2 separate regions of the Mus musculus genome follow, and region 2 is linked to region 1. The links are chromatin contacts, called in public promoter capture Hi-C maps. All regions are on one chromosome and are shown on one strand. Each heading gives the region's core, a stretch centred on a gene start, on an enhancer-like site or on the middle of the called end of the contact. The rest is flanking DNA. Distances are from core to core; before and after follow the strand shown.

Region 1 (2,902 bases), core at 224-2,723:
CTAAACAAATCCAAATACAGGTCTAATTCTGTTTCCACCAATGAGAAAATCCAAAGTCACACTGAATAAAAAGATTTCATCTCCATTCATTATGGATCTTTCACAAAATTAATTTAACTTTCTTCATTTTATTATTTGATTTGTTGGTTTATTGTTTTTTTGAGAAAGGATCTCTATAGTCCTGGCTGTCATGGAGTTTGATATGAAGACCAGGATGGCTCTGAACTTACAGAGATCCTCCTGCCATTGCCTCCTGAGTGTTGGGATTAAAGACACGGACCACCATGCCCAACTTTCTTAATTTTAAAACTTCTATCTGCTGTGGTATCCTGTTAAACTTTCTGAGAATGAAAACTTGAAAAAATTAAGGGATAAATAATTTGCCAACTAATTAATCCATTAAGCCCTGATGGCTTGTCCTGAAGTAGACAAGACAAATGCACAGGAAATGGAAGCAAAGTGAGTCTCGGGCTAGAGCTCTGGCTCTCAAGCCTGGACGTCTGCATTGGAGTCCCAGTTGTATTGTCTTGCTAGTTGTGTGCCCTCATTCAAGATAAACTTCCTTGCTTGCTGCCTCATGTAATAAAAGTGACAAAAATATATAATGTACCTGATATTTACCTCATGGGGAAACTGTGCAAGTTAAGTATCTTAGTGCATATAAAGCACTCAGCACATAAGCAGCCAATATTTATCACAATGATGCTCAACTTGGGAAAGAGCTCCCTCTTGCACCACAGAATTACACTACACATTCTTAAACTGTCCCCAAAGGCACAAGTCCTCGGCCATCTCCATCCCAAAAGATAAAGAACCGCTTTTTGTTGGAGATGCTGGGAAGCGAATACAGGGCTTGTTAATGCTAGGCAAGAGCTTTACCATGAAGCTACACCCCAACTCCTGAAAGCACTTTTCCGAAGACTAGGGTCCCCGAAATCTCCATAAATAAATTCTGACCTAAGCTACGTTAAAGACTAACGTTAGTTTTTTGCTTCACGCACTTATCAAGTTAGAACCTCAAAACATTTATCAAATTAGAACCTCAAAAACCTGGGGGGGGGTTGTTTGTTTGTTTACACAAGTTTATCAGTGCAGCATTATAAACTCCAGTTACACTTTCACATTCCTGGTTTGGGGAAGCCAATCCCGAGAAAGACTAGCTATTAATCTGCCCAAGGTCAACCAAAGAATTCTGAAGGTAAGTAACGGAAACCACCTCTCTGGACCCCGCAAACCCTAGGCTATAAACCCGGACTAAGAGAGCCCCGGGAGGTGCTTTGTTGAGCTAGGTCCCGGGCCCGCCAACCTCGAAGCCTTACCTCTTTGGGGTCTCCAGATCCAGTGAGCATCTTTCGTTCGTCCTCTAGTCCCATGTCGGGAGCCGGTTTGGGATCCAACAAGCGCAACCAGAGTAGTACTCCACTTCAGGTTTAAGAAGGACTAGTAAGGGTCACTCGACGGATATCCGGCGACCTGGCCGGAAGTGCGGCATACTCCTCGTAGTCCCGAACACACGCACAAATTGGGCTGTACTACTCGCTAGCTACGAGACGTAGGGGGAGCTGCTATATACGCCTGCAAAGAATTTGCTAAGAAACATCCTTTCGGTCACTTCTTGCCCAAATGTGTTGATCTACAGTATTTTTCCAAGTAGTATTCCCTAAGATACTTGAGTCATCTGCTCCTCTGTTTGACGATCTTTTAATGTTGTTTCTGTTCTTCCCCATATCCCTTATGGAGCGGTCCTAAAAGCTGACCTCTTCAAGATGGCGGCCCGCGGGTGTCATTCTCGGGCTCGCGCACCTCCCCAAGATGGCGGCGCCCGAGGCCTGGCGCGCCCGGAGTTGCTGGTTCTGTGAGGTAGCGGCAGCAACGACCATGGAGGCCACGTCCCGGGAGGCGGCGCCAGCGAAGAGCTCGGCCTCGGGCCCCAGCGCTCCCCCCGCCCTGTTCGAGCTGTGCGGGCGGGCAGTGAGCGCCCATATGGGGGTTCTGGAGAGCGGGGTGTGGGGTAAGTCGCGGAGTGAGGGGCGACCTCCGGCAGCGAGCGGGGGCGGCCCGGCGGCCAGGGGGCGCGGGGGGCGAGGCCGAGAGGCCCGGGGCCAGGCCCAGCTGGGAGCCCCGGGAGTTCGATGGTGGAGTCGGAACAGAAATTCCGTGACTGACAGGGCGGGACGGAGTGAAGCCTGAGACCGAGGGAGCCGGTGAAGCCGAGCCGCGGCTCGCCTGGGGGGCGCGGGGGGCGAGGCCAGAAGGCCCGGTACGGGGCAGAGCTGCCAGGGCCCTAGCGACGGGGGCTGGAGTAGCAGGCCGGAGCCACAGGCTCGGAACTGACACTGGGCTGGACCGGACTGAACGGAGGATTCTCGGATCTCGAACCGACGGGGCAGGGATGGCCGGGCTGCCCCGGGGCAGGGACCGACTTTGGCAGGCCCGACCCGAGGCAAGGAGGCCAGGCCCGCAGCCACCTGCGCTGCCGGCCCGGGGCCTCCGCTGTCCGCCGGGCACACCACCGGTACCTGGACTCCGGGAGCCCCGCGGATGGGCGGGGTGGGACAGCCCAGTGGAGAGCGAGCGAGGGACCGGAGTCGCGGGGAGAAGCCGAAAAGGCTGGGAGCGCCGTGGCCTGTTTGACGGCCCGAGCGAGGGCTGAAGGGAGCGCACCGACGCCCCAGACCTCGCTGCTAAACTGAGCTGCGGGTCTGCCCGCCGAGCAGGTAGCGCCGGTGGCCTTCTGGATGGACCGGGGCGGTGGTGGAGAAGGTAGGAAAGTGAGTGGAGGGCTCCGGGAGACGCTCCGTAAGCACGGACAGGCTCGGGAGACCGGCCGGCGGGAAGGGCCGAAGAGGCCTCAGGCCGGGCAGGGGCCAGGGTATCCCGGACTGCGGAGCTAGAGTCGGGT
Region 2 (2,737 bases), core at 221-2,720, 2.1 Mb after region 1:
GAGGTCCAGAGAACAATCTCCATAATTTAATTGTCCAAGTTCCCCTCAAGTCTACACCTTGCACAAAACATAACACGGATTCAGTAGGCGCTTGACTGTGTGAGCAAGCTCACTAGTCTCTAGGAACACACTTGCTTTGCTTCATCATTAATAACTTGTTAGGAGACACAGACATCAGATTAGCGAAATGGAGCAACCAACACCACTTTATATTTCAAAATGTCTGTTATTTTAGGAGACTATATGAAACTCCCATCTGGTCATAAGGTTTTACTCCAATTTTTAATCCTCCAATCTTTCTTCTTTTCCTTTCTTCAGTCTTTTGAGACTGGGTCTTGCTATGTGGCTCTTGTTGACACGGTTTTATTATTCTATGTAGCCCAGGCTGGCCTCTGAAGCAATCCTCCTGCTTCAGCTTCTGAGTGCTATTACAGGTGTGCACCTACTACCCCGGGATCCAATTCCTCTGAGTCTTTAATTGAAAGTTTAGGGACACAAGTGGAATTGTCATGATGTCTACTGTGCTACATGTCAGGAACCTAACTCTAACTCGTGGCTTTTCCTTCCTTCTCAGCCCATTATCTATAGTGCTAATAATTCAAAGGACCTCAGAGAAATGTGTTAAGCACTCTTTGCTTTCTGGGATAGCAGCCGGCTCCCTTCATCGGTCACTCCCTAGGTTAATTACAGTGACTCAGTTTTACCACCTCCCCGTACTCTAGAGAAACAGACAAAAATTAAATTTATTGAGGAATCATAAAAATGGGTGCTACTGTAAAAAGGAGTCTAAACACATCTGTGGGACATCCGCCTAACCAAATCTACCGTCCTCACTAAGCTTTTCTCTCGCAAACAAGACCACTGAGAAGACAATGAGGAAGCACTCCAGAAGAAAGGGTAGCGAGAAGACGTACTTTGATAAACTGACCCGGTCGCTCCGAGGAGGATCTGGCCCCGGGGAAGGCAGAGATGACAACCGCTACTCTTGGTGACTCCCGCTAGGCTTTCCCCGGACTTTCTTGCGCTTGTCCCACAGCGGGTCCCGGGTGACCGTGACCCTCCTTTGCGCTCAGACTCGCGCGCCTGGGACACTGCACACAGGTGACCTCGGCGCGCTCGGCCCGGCTCGCGCGGCCCTCTGGCAGGCCTGGCCCCCACCCGGGCCCGGGCTTTGGTCCCCAGCGCGGCTCGGGCCGGTCTGGCCGGGGGAGGGGCGCGGCGGCCGAGAGCTGCTTCGGGGACGCAGGGCAGGCCTTACCGCAGCAGAGAGGGAGGCCGGGGGCGGGTGGCGCCAGGGCGCACGCAGAGCGCGGAGGCAATTGCAGCGCGAATAGCGGGGACAGCCGAGGGGACCCCAGAGGGAGCCCAGGACGCGGCAAGCTGCACGGGCGCCGCCATGGTGGGGACGCAGCGGCGGGACCACCAATCCTGCGGTCCGCCTCGGCGGCCGCGCCGGGGGTCGGGCATCAGCAGCCAATGGGAGCACCGGAACCGGGCGGGGCGCCAGGCAGGCCAATGCGAGGCTTCGCCGCAGGGTTGGGCGGGCCCGGACCCCGGAGACCCAATGGAAGCCAGAGGCCGAATCCATCCCCTCCCCATCCCCGGGCTATAGCTGGGGCTTGGGAGGAGCGCTGCGTGGAGCTGCGGTGCGTGGGGCTGCCCGGCTGCGGTCAGGTTTCCTCTGCTTCCCAGAGGAAGTCTTCTGTCCCTACTTCACCACTCTGCTGTCAGCCCCTGACGCTGGTGGTAACCTCTAGAACGCCTTCTGAAGCCCTATCCAATCCCGTGAGGGTAAGAGGCCTGCTAAGTTCAGGCGTGACCTCGAAGAAAGGTCGCAGATAGGCCACAAAGCCACCCCACATACCCAGTTCAGGAGGTCGCGCCCTCATTCTGCAGCGGAGTGCATTATCCTAAGGCAGAATTTAATACAGAATTTTCCCAAAGAGGAGGTGGGGACATAACTTGGCACTCTCAGATGCCAATCTTATACAAGGTATACAAGACATAAGTTTCTGCTTTGGCAAAAAGCTGAAGTGCAGTCTTTGGCTGTGGTGGGTCATGAACCCAGACTAGACTACACTGGCCAGGAAGTGCCTAAGGCAGACCCAACTTTGAAGTTGAGCAAGTTTAAAGCCCCAGGCCATCCCCAGCACCAGAAAAAAAAAAAAAAACAAAAACAAAACCACAGGCCAGTTTTATGAGACTTGGGAAAGTCCCATAGCTTTTTATGAACTGGGAATTTTCTTATAATAGGCCAAAAATATTTTTGAATGGTTGACTTAACTAATCATGGTAGTGGTGGTACGTACTTAACTACTCTCTAAACTGAAGCAGGATTAAACATTCAACAACTTTGTGGGTCTCAGTATCTTTGGGTTTTGTTTTGGTTTATTTTGTTTTTGTTTTAGTGTCTGCATGAATGTATGTCCCAGTGCCTGTGTATCCCAGAAGGCCTCATAGCCCCTGGAACTAGAGTTACAGACAGTTGCAAGCCACCAAGTGGACAGTGACAACTGAACCTGGGTTCCCCAGAAAAGTATTCTTAAGGGCTAAACTATCTCTCCATCCCACAGTGGGCTCTTCTTAGGGACAAAAAAGTAGAGAGGGCTGTCGGGTATAGCTTGGCAGTAGTACGTTTGCCTCAAACATTCAAAGGCTTGAATTCAATCCTCAACTCCCATAGAGCTGGGATTACACCAGGCACGAGATTATCCGGTCCTTTAGCAAGGCTGAGGTA

What was found. Promoter capture Hi-C pulls out the DNA fragments that hold promoters and counts their contacts.
Region 2: a contact with region 1 is called in a promoter capture Hi-C map of liver, with 2.4 times the contacts expected there. The contact joins the promoter of St3gal3 here to the promoter of Uqcrh in region 1. A contact is called at or near these places in 3 of 39 promoter capture datasets (the 3T3-L1 cell line, liver and pre-B cells).

What each region holds. Positions count from the first base shown.
Region 1 is chr4:116,073,597-116,076,498 of GRCm38.p6, forward strand. It overlaps Uqcrh (ubiquinol-cytochrome c reductase hinge protein), which reads right to left and starts at 1,474. Exons shown (of 4, transcript NM_025641.3): 1 at 1,320-1,474. The coding sequence starts at 1,373. It overlaps Lrrc41 (leucine rich repeat containing 41), which reads left to right and starts at 1,673. Exons shown (of 10, transcript NM_153521.2): 1 at 1,673-2,011. The coding sequence starts at 1,813.
Region 2 is chr4:118,133,476-118,136,212 of GRCm38.p6, forward strand. St3gal3 (ST3 beta-galactoside alpha-2,3-sialyltransferase 3) reads right to left here and starts at 1,471. Exons shown (of 12, transcript NM_009176.5): 1 at 915-1,471.